Regions from separate parts of the Gasterosteus aculeatus genome. Here region 1 is linked to region 2. A link is a contact called in public Hi-C data. All regions are on one chromosome and are shown on one strand. The core of a region is the stretch at or near the end of the contact, and the rest is flanking DNA. Distances in the headings are between cores, read along the strand shown.

Evidence for each region. Hi-C and Micro-C count contacts between places; a contact is called where the count stands out from the background.
Region 1: a Hi-C map of whole body shows a contact between it and region 2, with 2.8 times the contacts expected there. The contact joins the enhancer-like site here to the promoter of slc60a2b in region 2. A contact is called at or near these places in 2 of 6 Hi-C or Micro-C datasets (skeletal muscle and whole body).

What each region holds. Positions count from the first base shown.
Region 1 is chr18:4,769,091-4,774,870 of fGasAcu3.hap1.1, reverse strand. cdk19 (cyclin dependent kinase 19) reads right to left here. Exons shown (of 13, transcript XM_040161480.2): 13 at 2,084-5,448. The coding sequence ends at 5,323. Among protein-coding and RNA genes, the nearest start is that of tab2, 16 kb to the left of the region's middle. Within about 2 kb of position 3,325, at least 8 of the 9 cell types and tissues checked have open chromatin away from gene starts, as enhancers often do.
Region 2 is chr18:4,674,008-4,679,777 of fGasAcu3.hap1.1, reverse strand. slc60a2b (solute carrier family 60 member 2b) reads left to right here and starts at 1,692. Exons shown (of 4, transcript XM_040161231.2): 1 at 1,692-2,418; 2 at 3,393-3,561; 3 at 3,652-3,768; 4 at 5,166-5,770. The coding sequence starts at 2,107. It overlaps slc16a10 (solute carrier family 16 member 10), which reads left to right. Exons shown (of 6, transcript XM_040161232.2): 6 at 1-965.

The DNA of each region.
Region 1 (5,780 bases), core at 2,076-4,575, 93 kb before region 2:
TGTAATGTGTGTGTGTGTGTGTGTGTGTGTGTGCGCGTGTGCGTGTGTGCGCGTGTAACCTTCAGAAACACCATTAGGATCAGCAGCTGGGTGCTGATATGCAGTGTTTAAGTCTCTGAGAATGTACAGCTAACGGTGGCTCTACTGTTGCGTTTATGTTGAGTTTTAATACCTACGTCATGCTGTATGTTCCATCTTTTTTCTGTTTTCAAATTCAACGCTTTACGTTACTTTAAACCTGCTTTCATGGATTTGTTTTACTCTAAAGTCTAAGTGACCAAATTGGGCTTAATATAATGAGTCAAAGTGCATTCAATAAAAGTGCTTGTTGTTGCCATTGATCAGCTCACATTGTTATTAGTGTCTGAGGATATTATGGACAGAACCATACCATCCCCTCATCCGGCCGGCTTGGTATTGGGTCATGTGACACCAGTATGGCGGCAGAAACGTCAGTTGGAGCTCCAGAGAGAGGGATGGTGTTATTAGAGTTTGTTGCGAACGGAGACAGGATTAAGCAAAAGCTGAAAAAATGTAGAAAAAATATTGGTTATTCTTTATGTCCTTTAACCATGAATCGTATTCGTTATGACGAAAAAGACAACAACCTGTTCCCTGTAATGAACTACCTTCTGCTCGTAAATGTCTTAAAATACAGAAAACCCTCCCGTTTGCCTCTTGAGATATTGAAAAGAAGTATCATCAGTATCAACATGTTTTAAAACGGTCCTAGTTTTTGTGGATGGTCATTTGATGACATCTGTCTTTTGTTACTAATAGATAGTAACAAGGATGCAGGTGGAATACAATACACTGCACTTATAGACTACAATTGAAATGATTCATTGTTAACGTGACTTTTCAATTTTGTGACCACCACAAACTAAAGTCCCTTTGCACCTTTGTTGTGATGGTGGCGGCTCATGTGATGAATTAAAAAAAAGCTACTAAGTTGATCTTTAGTTTAAAAGATTACATCAAAAAATACAACAAACATGCCAAATACATGTTAAAGATGACTGTGCTGTATCCAGTCATCCCTGGGTGTGATGAAGTCGCGAAACAGATCAGCCACACTGATTAGCTGCAGCAAAAGTCTGTGAGACCAAAAAATATATAAAATGAATATACATTACTTTTTTGTCAAGACAAGTGCAGCAGTATCAAAAAAGAGGAACACACACACACGGCATTGTAACCTAGTGTCAAAAGCGTGACATTAAACAACAAACATTAAATTATTATTTTTATTTACCACTTCAAAGCTTAACAATAACAGTGCATTAAAAAGACAATTATCGTATCCCAATGAGAAAATCTCTAAAATGCGTTGTCTTAACAGCTTTTCAAAACATACTTGCGCGTCAATAATGTGGAAGGACAAGAGAAAAGAAAGAAAGTTGTCTTTAGGGATTGAGACTGGAATAACACACGGTTATTTCGCTGCTAGTGTTCCACATTACGTAGAGTACAATATACTACATAGTAATGAGGAGAGAAGAAGACATAACATCGACAGGGGAAGGGTGTGAAAATACATACGATTTTTAAAAAAAATCTCCAACGCCAAACAAGGCACCATCCACACGAATAAAGGCGTACATCATTATCATTCCTGTAAAAAGAACAAAGCAAGGAGACACATATGCGCAAGCGGCATCGTCTTCATTCTATCGAACGCAGAGCCACATTTAGTAAATAGTCAGCACGTTTAGAGAGGAAAGAACAAGAAATAATGTGTAGTGACACCGGTTTTGTCTAACAGATGTCCCTGTTCTACAGCTACTATAGTTAAGGCAGAGGACAGTTAAGAAAACATGTGCATTATCCATCAACGCATGTAAATAATAAATATGATCATATAGTATCCATATACATGTATACAGTATATGCATTTCTTTACAATAGTTTCATTTAGAGTACATTTTTGACCTCAGTGGAAAAGGATGAGATAAGAGGAGCGCTGTTTCGTACTTTTGAATTCAAGTTCTACACAATACACCCATCAACATCTACTAGAAGCTGAGAACTGCAGAAACTGAAGCATCCTCAGTGAAAGCTGTAGTCTGGGATTTTATTTGAATTTCTTTTTTTTTGCATAGGAGTTGTTTGACAGTAATTTGTCAATTGCTCAATAATACTTATAACCATAATACACCACCAGAGAGAAATTGTCTGATAAGCAGTTTGATTTTACAATACACATATGAAAGGGAGGAGAAAACATTTGAATAACTGCTGGTTCGGATTCCTCCCCAAAAAAAAGGAAGCAGAGCACGTCCCCACGGATTTGCGTACTACTAAAGCGACACAAATTTAGAAGAGCTCCCTGACAAAATATTTTATGTCTACATCATGTAACCTAGAGTTTGGTTTTAAAGCTGCATGTATTGTCATTTATGTGTTAACAATTGATCAAATCACTGATGTCACAGTGTGAAATGCACAGAGAAGGATCGACTCTTCGGTTCCTCCCAAAATCTATTTAGGTTTTCAAGCCACACAAAACTTTGCTCTTATCCAGCAGCATCCAGCAGCAGGAAAACTAGCTGTCAATCCAACCCGTCCTCCCTCACAACACAATTACCATCCCGGGGGCGGTGCCCACTTGGCGTCAAAACGTGTGGAAAGGGTTAGGTGGATGAGGCCCAGTAACCCGGGACTTTCACCCAGGAGAACGCAATCCATGTCCTGTGTGAAACCGGCATCTTTTTATACCTCATTCACAATACCAATTACGCAACAATAATATTTAAAGCCCACTCTTTTTAAAAATCCTAATGCCGTCATTAAACACGAAAATCAAGCACCCATGGTGGAAGTATATTTTGAAAAGACCCTATGTAACAAGCGTAGAGTCACTTACCATCTGTGGCACTTTGACGAGCTGAATCTAATTAATCTAATGAGCAATCAAGCTGCTAAAGAGTCAGATATTTACATGAAGGAGTTGGAGACCAAAGCAGATCTAATGTGTATTGGACCAAAGTATGACTCATACACAACCTTATTTGCAAATACACGGACATTGTCTTTGTGACATGAAAACTGAACTTCTGCGAGACTGTAGTAAGCCGACTGGTGCAGAGACGGACCCAGTAAGGGACAGCAGGGATCACTGAGGAGTCACTGAGGAGACTTAGAGACGCATCTTAATATCAATGCATGAAATATTCTGGAAACAATATTGATAATTTCTTACAAAGGCCAGTTCTCGTTTCAGCCACAAGGTGTCAATGTGTTCTTATCCTACTGCAGGCCACACATCTGGCCCCTGCAAACCCTGCTGGCTCCACTTCTGTACTGCCAACACGCAGTTACAGTCGAGTCAATGGGAGCATTCTGCAATACAATCTGCCTGATGGCTGGTCATGTGACCGAGCACGGCCAGTGAGAATGGAGCAAGTTATGGGGAAACAAAAAAGGATCGACGTGGGATAAAAAAATACAAAAACTACCTCACTTTTACTTGTGCAGGGAGGATTGTCTCACTTCAGTTTGCAGATGCTTTGATTAAACAACAATATAGCAATACAAAATAAGTCTTTAAGAGTAAAAGGCTTGCAATAAATCCTACTATGGTATCTTCTGCTGAATTTACTTAAGGCATTAAAAGTAAAAATGTCTTACTACGAAAATGGATTTGCTCTTGTGAGGTGCAGCTACTTTGAAGTACTTTATATAATCTCGGCAATTCAATTTAAGAGCACAAAAGCTTCAATCTTTAATATACAATTCTGGCTATTGCTATGTCCTAAACACTGTTATGGCACAAAGAGTATTTTAACTTTTCTATTTCAAATGTTTATCTAACATTTGAAATAGAAAAAGAACTGACAAGGACTTCAGTGGTGGCTGCACTCAAATTATAATCAAATAAAACTTGATTATTCCAAAAACAAAATGAGGAGCTATTTGTGGGGATGAATACATCATAATTTACATGTGAACTAGTAACTAGTACTTCCATCTCTTAGATAAATGTTATGGAGAATAAGTATTACATGAAAGAGTGAAAAGGAGAAAAGTTAAGCACCTGCACCTTCAAAATTGTACCTTACAGCTGCATGTAAGCTTAGTTAACTCCTAGCCAGCGGCGGCTGGTCTGTAGAGGGCAATGGGGCGTGGCCACAAAAAAAAAATTATATTAAAAATACATTTTACAAATGAGCTCCAGTCTCAGCCAAATGGCTGCAGGGTCGGAGTGGAACAGAATGAAACTCATCCACAAATTAGTTTTTACAGTTCTCTGCAGGAACGTCTAGCAGTCAGTGCCATCCTAGTAACGCAAAGGATAACCACCATGCATAACAAAGCATACTGTACACACACACATGCACACACACTCACAGGGCAACAATGATAACATTGAAACCTTTAAAAAATTGGACATCAGGCATATAGTTTGATGTGTGTGTGTGGTGGGGGCCACACTAATAGCTGCCCTGTACATTTAAATGCGCACAATCGTGTTCATCAACCTTGAAAGTGTGGAACTGGCAGCTCCCGAACCAGAAAAACAGTCTGGAGCTGCTGGCCGCCAACGAGAAGAGTCCAACATCCTTGAAAAAAGGCTGCCGTTGTCAAGGGAAACAGAGATCTGTCAAATCTTAGCTAGGTAGCGGAGTGAATCAGAATATACAGAACTGACTCCCTCTTTTTTCACTTCCCCATATCTAGGTAAAGAGAGGTCTAACCACAGAAACCCTATCATAAGATTAAGTGAAATTTTTGCATTTATTATTTCCCTGAAATTACATCAGTTTAGGTGCTGATTTTTTTTGTTTTTGTGTAGAAACATGTGTTTTTTTTCTTCAAAAGTACAGGGTTAGCTTAAGCTCCCATTTTGATTATGAGAGAGATTCTCATCTCTAGTGTAATCTGAAAAAAAAAGGGCTTTTCCTCCTGCGTTTCCTTCCGTGCAATCACTTCTACGTGTGTCGATATTTCCAATGACTTCTATTAAGGTAAACTAAGCAAATAAGGGTAAAACCCCCAAAAATAATTACATTGAGAAAAAGTAGCTATATAATGCACTTGTATAAACAAAGATGCGATTTGATCCTGGCAAGGAACGGTGTGTTTGTAAGTGCTGTGGTTCTGAGTCAGTGTGAGACACCTTCACATCTGTCTTACATTCTAATCACCAGCCGGAAGTCATGCTAGATTGTCTTGGCTCCGATGTTGCCGGGTCGTTGAAGGCCGTCAGGAAATGAGGTCGAAAGTGAGCGAGGGCTGAATGACGGGGGGGACGCAGGGACGGCTGCTGAGGTTTTGATGAAAGGCTGGAGGGTAGTCCTGGTTCAGGAGTGACGTGGCGCCTCAGTAACGGTGGGTCTGGTGGGAGTAATGGGAGCTCTGCTGGGACGATGACGAGTATCCCATGGTGCCTTGGGGCTGAGTGGAACCTTGGATGCTGCTTTGGTAACCAAGGCGGGAGCCAGAGAGCTGAATGAAAGAGAGAGAGGAGAAAACACGTCAGTGAGCACCTCAAACGATGCAACTTTAAGCAAATTGCTAGTGCTAATCACTAGTAATTTGACTTTTTGTATGATCATGTTTTGATGTGCTATGATTAGACTGAAAAATACAGTATGAAACCTTATTAATATATGTGAATTTGAGTTCATATGCATGGTAAAAAAAAAGTGATTTACAGTGATTTACACATGAACATCAATTAGCATAAGCAATGCAGAGGCTAATTGAAAGAGTAAAGGTTCTAATTAAAAATTAAAAATACTAGATATTTGTGTATGCTTGAAATGAAAAAAATGGAT
Region 2 (5,770 bases), core at 443-2,942:
ATCGTACTACACATGCATCTTTTGACTACGTGACCATTAGGCAGTAAAGTCAAGTTAATAATTCTCTCTTCCCCGGCCGTTAGCCTCTGAGGCAGGAGCTTTTTTCATGCTTTTAATGCTTTCATATTCTATTTATATTTTTGCAGTTGGCATTTGCCTGAAGCCTTAAACTGAATTTAACAAAGACCAAAATTGTACAAAAATTACTGAAAGTGTGTTAATCCTGTTTGGTTGCTGCTGCTGTTCCCCCACGGAGCTGTCAGCGCCACCTCCCTCATAGTCCTCTCCGCCCCTCCTCTGGTGCCCTGGGCCACTCGCTACCTCTGATGCTGGTCCCTCTTTCTACATGACAGCAGCGTTCACGTTTGAGCGGAGTGACTCGCAACAACCCCCACCCCCCAAAAAAAGAAAAGCTAAATAAACTCCCAAAGCTAGCCGTCCAAAGCGTTGCTCTTTAATGAAGTGCTTACTGCTTAGAACCTTAAATGCCCTTTAAACTTTAAAACAAATGAGCATTTGTAATATGTTTTCTCAGAGCCATGTATGTATTTAAATGTTATGATGGAATCTATTGCCTTTCAACTTAAACCCTATCTTTATTTTTTGTGTCACGATGTGCATGTATGACGTAAGTTTGTTTTTTGACTGCTTTTCTTGTCCGCCTCAGCCTTTCTTTGTGAATTTGCTGTTATTGTTTCACCCCCCATAACTGGCTCTTTTTATTTTTGTTTTCACTTCTGTAACATTTCAGATAGGAATGAATACATTTTTAGCAGCATTTTTCCTTAATTTTTGTTGTTTTATATGCTCTCATAATCTCAAAAATGTTTTTACTAAAAGATTACTATATTCTATCTTTCCTAGTTACTGCAAGATGTGCGGCTGAACTACAAAATGTAATATTTTGTAAAAGCAATCAGAATTTCAGCATTCTCCAGGAAGTAAAAAAGAAAAAATCAAGTTTTTACATTTTCTGTGACTCTCTTAATTTGTGTCTACACAATTGTGACTGGCAGCTACACACATCCACTAAAATTCAGTGTTGAATCAACTTTTATTACTATAGATGCAAAGCATAGCTATAAATACATATCCCATAAAGTGGGGCTAAGTGCAAGTGCAGTAAAACTAAACATGATCCGAGATTCGTCAGATATCTCTCACCGATTTATGAACTGATTAAGGACTGCTTCTTTGTGATCTCATGTGGGGTCAAATATTATATTTCTAGGTAAATTAAGGATAGAGAAAGTTCATATCAGGTATAAACTCCGATGCTTCAGGCCATTTCTGCACTTTGTCGCTCTTACCACTAGAGGCCGCCATGTCTTCTGTGGCTGGTACTTCCTGTAGCATCGGATCTGTGTCAAAGAGGTCTCACACTGCTCTGAATTCAGGGAAAAAATAACCCAAATTGACCGTCGGTGTTGTTGCAAGTATTGTTCTGTTCGAATTTTGGTAAATTGAGATATTGGAAATGTAAACACTGATGCTGTATCTAACTGCAGTCGAGGACAGAAACAACATGCTGTCCAACCAACCTAGAGCAATTAATACACACTGCAGTCGATAAATAACTGATTTATGATCTAAGAAAATATGTCAATCAAAGACACCACAGTGCTAGGCTTAGCAGTGCCTAACAAGGAGGCAGCAGTAGTGTCAGAGATCTCTCCCATGGGCCATCTTACAATTAACGCCAGCACACAACATTGCATCCCTAGTAGATGAATATTACTGTAATATTATCTGTATCCCCATAATAGGCCAACATGTCCTAATTAGAGAGAATTGACCAGTCACAGTCTAGTTCTACTATTCGCTTCATTCAGCAGGTGGGTAATTTCTCCCCGCCAGGTGAGACTCGGTGTCAATAGACGATCGATGTGATCCAGCAGCTCTACCTTTGGTGTTGCCATCTTGAATGTCCCCCGTGCGACCGGTGCAGCGGGGTCCAAAGAAAACCTCTGAACGACGCAGCACCGACAGCTCTACAAACAGGAAGCGCGGAAGATCGTCAAGAAGCCGAAGCACCGCCATCAGGCGGCGATCGCTGCCGCATCCGCGCCTTTAACGGTGTTCCGGCAGCGTGATCAACCGACGGGGATGTCCTCCTCCGCCGTGCGAGACACCGTCAAAAAGAAGCACGTTCGCTTCGCCAGCATGGAGGACAACGATGACGTTGACAACGACCAGGAGGAGGACACCTTGTTCGACAAGGGGAAGGATACCGGGAGGGGGCTGAAGAGCGCGCTGAAGGCGGCCAAGAAGCGGGCGAAGCCGGGGAGCGACGGCCGAATGGAGGTGGTCGGCGGAGAACGGGGCGGACGCGAAGCGGGCGGCCGGATGGAGGTGGTCGGCGGACAGGGAGCGGGCTGGATGGTCACCCTGGTGCTCTGTGCATCCTTTCTGGGCTTGGTATGCGTAGAAGGGACTGCTGTAACTCGTTAGCTTTTTCCAAGGGACGTGTGTCATGAAAACGTATTCGTCAGTTTCCTCCGGCCTTCAGTTAACGCCACCAGAATGTGGTACATGTTAGATATTAATACTGCTAATACCCTGCCACGGCAAGGAGCACAATTCCGTTAGGTTGACTATGTTTTGTTTCTTCATTCTAGGGCCACAAGGTAAAATTAACCTCAAAACAGGTGTTCTTAGCCAGTGTCCACAAACCTTAGTGATCTGCTGCCTGTTTAATACATTACATTACAGGTCATTTCGCAGACGCTTTTATCCAAAGCAACTTACATTACACTTTAAACCCATGACTTTTACATTTTGCCCGGGGTGCAATTAGGGGTTAGGTGTCTTGCTCAGGGATATTTCGACTTGAGACATGGGGCAGTCGGGACTCGAACCACCAACCTTGCGGTTCCCAGCGCTCACCCCCTGCGCCACGACGACCCCTAGAATATACCACCGTTTCACGTTATTTTTAATGATGGCCTCTACTGCATCAGAAGCAGCTGGTCAGACATCCACGCCGGATCAGTCTGCGATGTGCTTCACCCAGTTTGCTCAAATGAATGTTGCAGGATCCTCAACAGATTTACATAGACGCAAAACTTGCTCCTCTGTAAATGTACACAGACCCTGCTTCACCTCTATTCAGCTTATACATAAAGCCGCTATTGCACTTTTACATACTGTACGCACCTTTAAGTCCTGTAAATTTGCCAGAAAGTGTTGGTTCCATTTAGTAGTGACCAAGGAGGCCAGTGTAAATATCCACCATTGCTATTCTTACCAATTAACAACCTGTTGGCCTCTGACAGTTGGGTACATATAGCATTTGTTTGGTTTTCCAGGGGTAGTTATGTCCTTTTTAATGTGCAGAATACCAGTTAATATACTCTCTCGTTGTAACTCCTGCTGCTTTCCCGTGTTTCTAGGGGATGAGTATCTCTGTTCTCGGCCCCACATTCGAGGATCTGGCTGTGAATGTGAAGAAGAACATCAGCAATATTTCCTACATCTTTGTTGGTCGCTCGGCGGGCTACATCGGGGGTTCCCTCTTCGGTGGACTTCTCTTCGACTGCATGAACCCCCACCTCCTGCTAGGTAACCCTTCATCTAGGAGGAGCCGGCTCGTATATGGTGTAGATATAAAAGAGAGGGATTAATTAAACCTCTTATTGTGTTGCCTTTCAGGTTTTTCCATGCTGATGACGTCAGTTGGAATGTGTGTCATCCCCTTCTGTAAGCAGGCTCTGCTCCTCACTGGGCTCATGTCCAGCATCGGCATATCGATGGGTATTCTGGATACAGGTAACACGACACATTTGCATATATAGTCCATAATAATATAATTAGCTAGTAGTTATTATTAGTTCCAACACAATCAATGCACCCCTAAGACCTCTGAATTATTTTACCTGATGAAAGCGGGTTTCCTCTCCATGTGTTTAGATGAACGTATTGGGAACTTTTTCTTGTTTGAACTTGTTTTGACCTTCTCTACTTTCCGTTGAGAACAATACGCTGTGTAAAATTTGCTGACAGCTGGAGACATTCATGCAGTCGCATTGGTTTCCACCTTGACACGCGTTACTTTTAGCTCTGTTTGGTCTTCACCAACCCCTGAAGCAAATCTACCTGTAACTGCTGAATGCACAAGCTGTTCCTGATGTCATCCTAAACAGCCCACTAGCAGCTAGTCGGCTCTCTTGGGATTAACAGTCTGTATTTTCAGATACTTGCGTTTGTGTATCACAGCTACAACTCAATTCTGTTATCTTTGCTCTTCTCAACAATATGAGATGATTTCTTTCCAGATATTAGTTTGAGGGCATCAGTGACTTATTTATGTGCACACATTATTCTAAATCTAACCCAACTTGCGCCATGTTCCTCGTACATGGCCAACTGAGTTCGCCGGATAATTATCAATTACATGCTCTGGTGCAAGCTGAGTCAGCTGGATAAAACTCGCCTCTCCCCCAGAAAAAAAGGGCAGCTCCCTTCCGCATTGATAAAGGAGCGTTATTAGTAACATTAACGTTTTATAGGGAGAGAGTTCTCCAAGATTATCCGTTACAACATCACGATGACTCTACAAGCGCTATCAATGCTGTCGTCAATCATTTCTCGATTTGTACATGGTGAACACCACACACACATCGTTGAGCTTTTAAAGTCTTACACCACCTCACCGACTGACATTTTTGTACAGTGTCAGCGATGATGATTCAAATATACATAATCGGGTCTTGAACTCCTCATTATGCGCTCATGATCAGCGGAGAAAAAAGAGGCTCTTCCTTTGAGTTTATTTGGCTTTGTACTCTTAGAAAACCACTGTTTAGTGATCCCCCTTTTGAAGTAGGACATGCACGCGCAATTATCCTGATGACTAATGTTTGGTTCAAATTAACAAGATTTAGAGAGCAGATCAGCCTTTGAGAAACCAAGTCGGGTTGATTTGAGCTGGATAATGGGACATTTGATTGGCCACGTACGAGGAACAGGACCCTGCCTTTGTGTACTTTAGAGCACTTTGATATACCCTTATTAAATGTATAATAATTTTGACTTTGACCTTCAATACCTGAAGACAAACTTAACTTCTGTGTCCATGACAATTCAACCTTCTGAAAGAGCACATTCACAATTATAATTCGTTTTATATACGTTAATCACCGTCTACTGCATCCTGTCTCCGTCAGGTGGCAACGTCCTCATCCTGAATACATGGGGCGAGCATGCGGGTCCTCACATGCAGGCGCTGCACTTCAGCTTTGCGGCCGGGGCTTTTGTGTCTCCGATCATCGCCAAGCTGCTGTTTGGGCCCAACAGCAGCGCGGGAATCGCACTGACCAACTCCAACTCCACGCCTGACGTCCACGGAAAGCAGATCAGCCACAGCAGCACCCTCAAATCCATGTGGGCTTATGTCGTGATCGGCTCTTACATCTGCCTCGTCGCCTTCCTCTTCTTCGTCCTTTACTGCCGCAGCGGCGGGGCACGCGACCGAGCCAGGGAGTCGGCGGTGCCGAAGCCCCTGGTCGCCAAACATCACGTGGCTCTTATTGCCTTGCTCTTCTTCTTCTTCTTCTCCTACGTAGGTGCCGAGGTGGCTTATGGCTCCTTTATCTTCACCTTCGCCAAGGACTACGCCGGCATGAACCCGTCTGAGGCGGCCGGGCTGAACTCATTGTTCTGGGCGGCGTTCGCCGCGTGCAGGGGGCTGGCCATCTTCTTTGCGGCCTGCATGTACCCGGGCACCATGATCCTGCTCAGCCTGGTGGGCTCCACCCTGTCCTCTCTGCTG